Linked DNA regions of Zea mays: region 1 is linked to region 2. A link is a contact called in public Hi-C data. All regions are on one chromosome and are shown on one strand. Each heading gives the region's core, a stretch centred on a gene start, on an enhancer-like site or on the middle of the called end of the contact. The rest is flanking DNA. Distances are from core to core; before and after follow the strand shown.

What was found. A called contact is a pair of places that touch in the nucleus more often than the background predicts.
Region 1: a contact with region 2 is called in a Hi-C map of ear, with 2.7 times the contacts expected there. The contact joins the promoter of LOC100192054 here to the promoter of dhar4 in region 2. A contact is called at or near these places in 5 of 25 Hi-C or Micro-C datasets (bundle sheath, ear, endosperm and 1 more).

Annotation. Positions count from the first base shown.
Region 1 is chr6:124,607,505-124,613,299 of Zm-B73-REFERENCE-NAM-5.0, forward strand. LOC100192054 (putative RING zinc finger domain superfamily protein) reads right to left here and starts at 2,556. Exons shown (of 1, transcript NM_001137477.1): 1 at 1,104-2,556. The coding sequence starts at 2,279. The coding sequence ends at 1,296.
Region 2 is chr6:124,406,431-124,411,535 of Zm-B73-REFERENCE-NAM-5.0, forward strand. dhar4 (glutathione dehydroascorbate reductase4) reads right to left here and starts at 3,661. Exons shown (of 7, transcript NM_001157942.2): 1 at 3,343-3,661; 2 at 838-928; 3 at 575-718; 4 at 1-28. The coding sequence starts at 3,550.

The DNA.
Region 1 (5,795 bases), core at 1,306-3,805, 200 kb after region 2:
ACGTCCCTTTTGGCTTTTGGTGTCCTTTACCAACTTGCCAGCTAAATATCTTAACACCTTTGTGGATCATAAAATTGACAGACAGGAAAATCGAATGCCGAATTCCATCCTTAAGTTGAGTAACAGCAAAACCAAAGCAACTGAGAAAGATTGATACCGCAATAAAATAGATATGCAAGTGTTAGGTACAATAAACACAAAGCAATACTGAATTGAATGTCGATAGTACATTCATACTTGGAGCATTATAGGCTTCTGGCTGCCCAGGGATTTCTTTCCGTCATTTTGAGCAAAGAGATTCTTGGAAGAGAGGGTGTAAACTTAACAAAGTGGTCTCAAAGGAAAAGACGTTGAGAATGGTAGCAGATGACTGACAGACTAAAAGCAAAAAAAGGGACGTTTAGTCTGAAAATGCAGGCTCAATCATTCGATATGCATTCATGAAGGCGGGAATATCATGAATGCATATATTCCTATAGTACCATAATTCAGAATTTATGACGTTTCTAACTCAACATGAAGATAAAAAACAAGACGAAATACTGGATGATGTTCTGCTTAAGAGTCAAAACACCCTTTATACTCACAAATATACATGAATTCAGGACCACGTAGTAGTAACAGGCAATAGTACCTGAAAACTAGAGAATCTGGAACTCACTCCCGATTACCTTAATTCATTAGTTTTGTAAAAAAACACCACCTTAAGATTTTGATGTTGTAAGAATTGTTTGGCAGTTGATAGCCACTTTCATGGGATTCTGATGCAATTCCATCTAAATATTAGAAAGTATGACTAGATTGACAGCAGACCCAAAAAAAAACAGGGGGCTTAAAGAAGCCAATCACTCTACTAGTGCATGAACAGTTAAATTGTGCTGTGATACATCTAATAGTAACTCGAAATAGCAGTACATGTTTTCCGTTGCATATTTGTCAAATGAATGGAGTGCAGAAGTCACATGTCGATGTAAGCTATACTCTGATCTAGACATTGCATATCTAGATGCATAACCAAACTGACCTATAGTTTTGGATGGAGGGAACAAATGATACATGAGACCCAACACAAAGTATTAGGCAGACCAGAATCAGATCATTCTAAGTCATCACAATGTACATGGCGCAACATACTAACATGGCAAGATTACCAAAAGTTAAGCCCCCGATGAGGTTGGCACTCCAATCAAAATCAGCACATGAAAACTAGATAAGAAAAATGACTACAGGTAAGAACTTCGGTGAGCAACACTAACTAAAGAAAGGCCACTATCACATTATACCAGTACAGAGAGTCATAAGTTCGATGTATCCACAGCACCTCCTTTCTTCATCCATGGAAGGCTCCCAGCATCCGAACATTCATCAGAACCAGCAGGTAGCTTGCCCTTAAGATTAGACCATTGCCAAATTTTTGACACGGAGAAACTCTCCCCTTTGTTGCGTGCACAGATCTTCTTCCCCTCCATAATATCAGCATTGATTGAACTTAAACCAGGAGGCATTCCCCTCATTGCACCACCAGTGCCATTCCTGATACAGCCAGGCTGGAGAGCTACCCGGAGCTCAGATGTGCCAAGAACATACTGATAGGTGCCCATGGAGAAGCATCTCCTTCCATCCAACCTGCTGCTGCTACTCTCCCCTTCATCCCTAGTCAACACCCTGGGATTAGCATTGGCATTGGCATTGGCATTGGCATGGCCACCTTCCACCGCACCATGGGTTCCGACATTCTTGAACTTCCCCAACCTCACAGGGAATACCTTCTTCTCGGCCACCGGTGTCTGTGCCAACCCTGAAGCCTTCAGCCCAGGCAATCCAAATCCGTCGTCACAGTCCTCGGACAACCGCCCTTCCTCCAGGCCCTCCTCGAAATCGAACATCGGGCTGTCCTCGCCCATGAGCCCCGGGACGAAGAGCACCCCGCGGCAGAGCGGGCAGGTCGAGTTGGAGAGCAGCCACGTGTCGATGCAATTGAGGTGGAAGGCGTGCCCGCACAGCGGCAGCAACCGGAGCCGGTCCTCGGCGTCGAACTCGCACAGGCACACCGCGCAGTCGAACGGCTCCTTGTCCCCGTCGCCGCCGCCGCCCACGACGATCTCGCGGTAGGCGAAGACCGGCAGCGCGTCGATGAAGGCCTGGTCCAGCCCGGAGTCGTGGAGGTGGAACAGCTGCTGCAGCTGCCGCTGCAACGCAGCGTCCGCCCCGCCGCCCTCCCCTCCAGACCCCCGCGCCGCTGCTGACGCCGTGCCCCCTCGGCGGCGCTGCTTCTTCATGAGGACACGCACCAGGAGGTGGAGCAGGCCGGAGATGAAGAAAACCACCGCGAGAATCACGATGATGAAAAGCACCGCGGGGCTAATCTTCCCTCCTCCTCCTCCTCCTCCTCCTCCTCCTCCGCCGCCGCTGCCGTAAGCCGTAACCTGCACCTGCGCCGGCGGCAGAGGCGGCGGGAGTGCGGCGAGGCCATTGTACGTGAGCGCGTCCCTGACGATGCCGGCGCCATGGAGGCGGCGCGGGGCGCAGGATCCGGACGAAGACGAAGATGCGGCCGCTTCAGCCATGCCTGCTACGAGTTCGGACTGCGGGAGTACCCACGCATCTCATCGGATCCCGCGGACCAGGGATGCGATCTCTGGAGGAAGAAACCAGCGATCCCCGTCAGGACAAGATGTGGAAGTCGCACCAAAAAGCGGCGGTCCGGCAAGCAGACGAGGAGCTAGGGGCCAACAGACCTGAAACCCTCGGGACGGGAGCTCTGGCCTCTGGGCTTAACAGCAGGAGGAGGGCCGGTGAGGCGGTCAGCAAACGAATCGCTTCAGTATACCGGCTACGCATAAAACATTATTTTGTACAACTATTTTATTAGTTAGAGTTTAAAATAAAATATGTAGATTTAAAAAGCAGCTAATTAGTCTACTTTTGTGACGACACGTAGTCTGTAGTCGGACAGTTCGATTTCGAACTACACAATTTCAGTCTCGCACGAGCACAACTTAGACTGATGTGTAGTAGATTTAAACCAATCTAGACCGATATATAGGACAATATTTAGGGAGTGTTTGGTTTCTAGGGACTAATTTTTAGTCCCTACATTTTATTCCACTTTAGTTACAAAATTATCAAATATAGAAACTAAAACTTTATTTTAGTTTCTATATTTGTCAATTTATATACTAAAATGGAACAAAATGAAGGGACTAAACATTAGTCCCTAGAAACCAAACACCCCCTTAGTCATGTTACTACTGGATCTGAGTATGGGTCACTCGATCCGATCACCTCGATCTAACCCGTTCGGAAAAAAAACTTTACCTGACTCGATTTAATCCAATCGATACGAACGTGGCCTAGAATTTTAACCCGTCAAAAAAATCAAGTTAGACTCGGGCCACGATTTTAGTCCACGGGCCGGCTCGTCAACCCAATAAAAAATAATAAAAATATAGCTTGGCCTTATCTCGGCTCTCAAGTAGTATGGATTTGTTTGGTTCAGCTTTCTTCTGATCAGCTTTTCTGAGAATTTGGCTGTGCGAAGAATCTGACTATGTAGCCCAGTCCATTCACATTTTCGCTGGAAAAAGATTCCTCTATGTGCTAGCATCCGGGTTGTTAGTATGGAAGAAGCTCGGCTCTCTGTAGTGCGACTCGTCTGTTTTTTCATGTGATGCTGGGCCATTAGGCTGACCCATGGGTCGTCAGGTCGGGTCATGGACGGGCTTGGGCCAAGATCTTAGGGTGTAGGTTGGGCCACAGGCGAGCTCGAGTCGACTGAAATTTTGTCAGGTTTTTTGTCAGACCTAAACCTAAACCCGATTCCGAGGAATGCTCATGTCTAGTTCCTACGCACGAAGGCTAATAGGCACAACCCATTAATTAATATAAGTCTCATATAAATTGAGTATATTTATCTTAAGCCTATGTTTAACACCAAAAGTGATGGACGGTCCAGTCGAATGTCCGGACGTTCCAACTTCCACGCCCCCACAATCAGATTGATTCATGCGATTATCCTTATCTCGTGTGTGGTTATCCACCTAATTACATGGGATTTGTTGGCTATCATCTAGAAACGAGTCCAGATCTCCCCTTATATATATAGGGTACGGTCGATTGAGAATCCCCGAACACATTCCAATCAAATCAATTTATTACTTTCTTTATCATTCCTGACTGAGGAGTAGATGTAGCATAGTCCTAGCTGACTCCAGCAAGGCTCTCTAAAGGGTTCTCTATAGGGCTGGAAACGAGCCGAGCCGAGCCAGGCTCGGCTCGGCTCGGTGAGGCTCGGTGGAATAGCGAGCCGAGCCAGGCTCGGCTCAGTCACTTACCGAGCTCGGTAATGAGGCTCGGCTCGGCTCGATATAGGCTCGCGAGCCGGCTCGGCTCGGCTCGCGAGCCTGTACACTCAAGTACTCAACAACATTAATTATAGTCATTAGTCAAATTTGAAGCACAATATGTTCCATGTAATAAAAAATTATGTCCCTGCACCCTAGTTCCTTGTGAGTTGTGACCAAAACAGCACAATTACACACTGGTCAACGGAGATTCGAGTAAGCAGTAGTTTGGACCGAGCCTCGAGCCGGCTCGCGAGCCTCACCGAGCCGGCTCGGCTCGGCTCGTTAGTGTAGCGAGCCGCAGAATTAGGCTCGGCTCGGGCTCGTTTAGGCTCGCGAGCCTCACCGAGCCGAGCCGAGCCTGATCGAGCCCGAGCCGGCTCGCGAGCCTCGAGCTTTTTTTCCAGCCCTAGTTCTCTACCCTAAATATAGAAGATCAAACGGTCATCTACGCTCTTCAGCAACGTCCTCTAAATGGTCCTCTAAATTCTAAACGGTCCTCTAAATTTAGAGGACGATGCTGGATTCTCTATATATAAAGTTTCTCTAAACGGTCCTCCATCCATTTGAATACTTTAAATAACCGGTTTAGCAAAACTAAAATATGACAATACATTTGAGAGTATGACAAATACGTATGTTGTCACACCTGGCTTTAAAGGACAAAGCCGGGTGCATCTCATACATGCGCCAAAGAAGACAACATATATAATAACAGAGTGTATAGAGATAAATGTCATGTGGGGGGGGGGGGGTGTGAGACAGCAAGAGTGAGCTCACATACGTTCATCGCTCAACAAGTTGTGGGGAATAATGTGGCATGAACTCACCAAGGGTGGGAGTTCATGAAGTGTAAGGCTATTCAATGAAGTAAAGGCTGAGGCTGAGCATTGCTTTTATAAGTTGGTCAAAATTTTATTAGCAATTACTAAGTGGAAGTAAATACCAAACCTTAATAATAATAAAGTAATAGTAAAATAATCCCAAATGCGATGCAAATGTCAAATTAAATTTAAGTTCCATAATTAATCATGTGAGGGTCCGAGCCGCTCATGACCGTGAGCACGGCTAGTATACTAGTTTTACACTCTGCAGAGGTTGCGCATCTTTACCCACAAGTCATGTTACCCATCTGCCAAGAGATGGCCAATCCCATACACCACTACCGAGGAGGCGAGGCAGGGTAACACTACGAGGCCTTTACAAAGTTCCACTAGCTTCAGAAATCCCGCTACAGTTTATAGGAAGCTCCAGTGCAGGGTTCTTGCCTGACCGCCATCGCAGCAAAATCAACCCAAGGACCTCCCTACACTGACCACTCCCCTACTGCCCTTGCCCCTTTCGGGTAAGGAAGACCTCCACTAGCTTTCCTAGTTAATCAGCCAAGGGCGTCCCATTAAACCCTTGTGGTAGCACTGTTTTCCCGAGTGGTCGCTCCATGTTCCCATTAAC
Region 2 (5,105 bases), core at 2,411-4,910:
AATGAAAGTGGAAAATATTTTTGATCCACTGTAATGAAATTTATTCACAATAGTTATGACACTCATAATAATAGAACTGTGAGTATTAACAAAATAAAAATAAAATAACAGGCAAAAGTTGTAGATGACCTCAAGATACAAATCAAATAACATTTGCAAGTAGGATATACCAATAAAGTCACTAATTTAGTGTCGTAGATACCAGCTCTGTTAATGATAAGGCATATTTTTGTACAACCACAAAGAATGACTAACATATTCTGTTAAGGAGATATGGAAAGAAAAATATAATAGTTTGTAACTTTATATGCTTTTTTAGGTAATGAGAAGTTCCATCTTTAGTCCTCTTCATAAAGAGGCATCAGTCCCCAAATAATACAAACACACCCAAAGTTTAAACGCTTAGACCAGTTCGTCATGCATAAATGCTCAGCACGAAAATGAAACAGATAATGACAGAGAAATTAGCACAAAATATGTGTGGATGACTCAACATTTGAAACATGAGTGCTGAACACCCTTACATAAGTGCAAAACAGGAGTTATTAATTAGGGCACTGGAAATATCACATACACTGAAGCTTTTTCTGGTGGAGTTGCCAAGGGTGGTTCAGGGTATTTCTCCTCTAATGCTTGTGTTATAACATCAGAATCACCAATCCATTTTTCCTCGAGCTTCACGATAGGCACTTTACCTTCTGGGTTGATTTCAAATAACCTAATGAAGCAAGACAAAAGCATGATGGTTCATGGGCTCATGGCCATGGAACTATCAACCAGAAAAACAGCCAGTAATAATCTGAACAGAAAGGTTAGGCATGTCTTGCAGATAGGTACCAATCTGGCTTATTAGCTAGATCAACTAGCTTCAGATCATAAGGCAGATGCTTCTCCTCTATAGTCAACAAAACCCTCTGTGTGAAAGGACCTGTGGCCAACATGTGAAATTTAATTCAGACTGTCAAGTATTTCAATAATCAGAGCAAAAAAACTTGTGATGCAGTTAAAAACCTTAAACTGTGGTGTTACATTCTCATATAAAGGAAACAGGATTCACACACACTTCCATTCTGGTAATATCAATGTAGCCCAACAGTAAGAAACAGATGCCAATATTAATCTTTCAAATTTCTATTTCAAAACTCCCCAACCCACCCCTCTTTGTCTCTGTTTTAAAGGAGATGTGACCAACCCACGCCGTCTAAGTGAAACAGTGTTTGGGTAACCGTTAATATCTACTCGTATTATTAAACTCACTACTAATAAGAAAAAATGATGATGCCTAATGTTGTACTGTGAATTATGCTGGCAGTAGTTTCCCTACTTGAGTAAAGCATGTACCAGACTGCAGAGCAAGTTTTGTTATTAATAAGCAAAAACAGATTAGAAAAAGATAAACCTACTCTAGTTTGTTTCTGAATGCTGCTATTCTATTTCTACCACAGAAACAGTTATTCTGTGAAAGTTAATACTGCCAGTACAAAAATATTTTGTTTTTCTATACAAAATGAGCTCTTTTATTCTTACATTCTATCAGTCCTTCCAGATGGCATAAATTGACAACAAGGACTACCAATACAGCTTAAGTATACAGAAACCCAGGAAGGGACAATACCCAGAATCCAGAACCTTTTTCGTCATTAAGGCATTAACACATTCTATAGTCTCCATTAAAGCTTAAAAGAGGATTAGGGCAGGAGACAGACAAGAAATTTCACTCCAAAGAAAATCTTAAGATGTTCATCTCTTAATATACTATACTACATTAATATCAAACTTCACCAAAACACTGAAAGAACAAATCACCCACCTTCACCAAGCACTAGAAAAAATTCTCCAAGTATAAACTCATCATACAAGTACACCATTGAGTTTTCTATGCACTGCTGTTGGCTAAATGATTCAGAGAACATACACTGTTTATATTGTCATGACGATGATCACTAAAACAAGTGCACTAAATCAAACACTATTTACCAAAAAAATGGCTTGGTGCAGACTGCAAGACCAAGAACCTTTGGATTTTCCATGCATTGATGTTGGCTAAATGATTCAGAGCATACTCACTTAGTCACTTTATATTGTCATGAAGATGATGACCAAAACAAGTGCACTAAATCAAGCGCTATTTACCAAAAAATTGGCTTGGTGCAGACTGCAGGAACAAACTATGTGCTGAAATAACTACATCCACACCGCAGACACGTCAAAGGCAGGGTCAGCCCTGAGGGGGGCAGGGTGGGCGGCCGCCCTGGCCCCTAAATATATATCGAGTATATGATGTATGCTCTGAATTTTTAGTAATTGATTTTAATTTACTCATCATTCGATAGTCTATTCGTTAGCTATTCGTTAACTGCAGCTTGTTGGAAATCTAAGAGACGAATCGATGAGCCTGCCGCAGTTTTAGAGGAAACAAATTGTCGCAAACTGCTAGTGCGACGCGGCGACACGCTGAGTGCATGTAAGAGCTCTGCACGGCACCTCTCCCAGCTCTCTCCCTCTCCCCGCTGGTGCTCATCCCTTTCTCCTGTGCCGGCGCTGCCCCACCACGCTGCAGCCGCCGCCGCTGCCGTGCTGCTGGAGCTGCCGTCACGCCGCTGCCAGCCTCCGGCAGCCTCTACCACTCACCTTAGGTGCGGGAGTAAGGCGAGTAGGTCACCTTACATCCCCGGAGTGCCTTACCGCCTAGGCGATGCCTTAACAACTATGTTGTCCGCTATATGAATTGTCGAGCATGCCAAAGAGGTGGATTGTTATCCTAATGTCTCTATTGCATATCAAATCTTATTTATTGTGTCAGTGATTGTTCCATCTGTCAAAAAAATCTTTTTAAGACTAAAATTAGGGAAAACTATTTGAGATCAACAATTATGTGTTCATAAGTTTCCATATATAAGTATATATATATATATATATTATACATATAGACACGCATGGAGATAGGAGGGCCCCAATATTAACTTTCGTTCAGGGCCCCAAAAATACCAGGACCGGCTCTAGTCAAAGGCTGCTGTTTAACTAAAATCTAGCTCCACATATTTCATGCAATATCAGGTTATTATGTTTTTCACGTGCCATCATAAAAGCACATACGGGTCATGATACCAACACAAAAATCAATCCATTATACCATCGCTCTAAAAGTGAAAGAAAGCCTATCATTTGCAGTTGCACTGATAACGCAGCAAATTAAAATCTCGCCTATTCCAAATAGCTAACAACGCAAGCAGAACTATTGTCAGTTAACCTTGCATTCTATAAATTACATTTACCCAGCGCGCGCGCGCGCGAGAGAGAGAGAGAGAGAGAGAGAGAGAGAGAGAGAGAGAGAGAGCTCACAGTCTCCGAGGCGGCCAGGGATGGTGATGGACTCCTTAGCGCAGACCTCGAGGGGCTGGGCCGAGGCGCGGGCCACATACAAGCGGCGCTGCGGCGCGGCACGGGGCAGAAGGCAGCCGCGGGAGCGGCGGAAGGTGGTGGCGAGCAGCGCCGAGGAGGGGCCAGCAGTCGAGGCGGCGGCGGAGGTGCTGCGGAGGAGGACGGCCATGTTTAACTCGCCGGAGCAGGTCGGCGCGGGGAGGATGCGGTTCAGTACAAAGGGAGCACGCGGCGAGCGGTTGCAGCTGCGAAGGGGAGAGAAAAGCTTATCTGACCCGTGGCACGGGCTTGTTTGGCTGCGTTCGATAACCGTGGATATCTAGGGCATGTTTGGTTTGTTACCTCAATTGTCACATTTTGCCTAACTTTTCTGTCTAAGGTTAGTTATTTAATTTGAATGACTAATCTTAGGTAAAATGTAGCACATTTAGGTACAAACCAAACATACCCTTAGTAATCTGGACTGTATACACTACTCAAAAAAATTCAGCACAAAGTTGATATTTGAGATTCTCTCTAGCCACATATTACCCAAAGCAGAGAAATTAACATGTTTGTTTAAATATCAGATAAAATTTATCTCATTCCAGAATCCATAGGTAACCAAACGCTCCCTTGATCAGAGGCCGGACAGATAGAGTTTCTTTTGGACCAAAATCTCTACTATAGTTTCTTTTGGACCAAAATATCTACTATATTTTTGAGTTATGACCTGGGCCACGGTTAAGTGGCCCAGACCTAATATCCGTCCCTATTCAAAGCATCAGTTAGGTTGTCCACACTCAGACTGAATATGCTACCTTATGGGTCTTATCCAAGCGTCCATCGTCCACAATCGTATGTGGTATGTCTAGTGCAGATTTGGATGATTAGTAGCACGCACCATCAGATGTGCCTAGAACCGCTGAAGACACACTATTTACTTTCAATTAAAGCCAGCTTTTAGACTGTTGTAGTTGCAATCTATAGAGACAAAATATTAAAGAAGTAGTATAAATTGTTATGTATTAAAGTCAAACGAACAGGTTGGATACCCTTAGCAAGACACGCGGCTTATTTTTGTTCTTGATTTTTTTTGGATGTTAGAGCATCTTCAAGAGCTCCTAGAAAATGACTCCTAAAAATCAGCTCCCAAAAAATACTCCTAAAATCAGTTTTAAGGGACATCTAAAAAATTAGTGGGGATAGATTTTAATCATTTCTCCAACATATCTCTTAAAGCCGTAGATTGTTTCTGGGGAGCCAAAAAACCGGAGTTTTAAAGGCTATGAAAAAAGTTGGGAGCACTTTAGGGGAACTGTTGGAGATACGTTTTTGTGTTTTTATAAAAAAAACTTGATTTAGAGAAGACTTCTGATGAGCTCTTGGAGATACTCTTATATGTAGAGACCAAAAATGAGACAATGGAATCGCGAAGGAGGGCATCCGGATTTGAGGTTGTCTAAGTAGACCATGTAAAATAGGAGGTTTTATGGTAGATGACATTATTTACACAATGAAATTTGATATAGTGGATGAAATAGGGGATAGAATAGGGGATGGGATAGGCTTCTCCTGATAGGGTTGGAAACAAGCCGAGCTCGACTCGGCTCGCCCACTGCACGAGCTCAAGAATAAGGTTCGGCTTAGCTCACGAGCCACACATTAGTAAATATAATTGTATTATATATTAATTAATAGTATTTAAATATAAAATATAGAATCATTATTTAATATTATGAGTA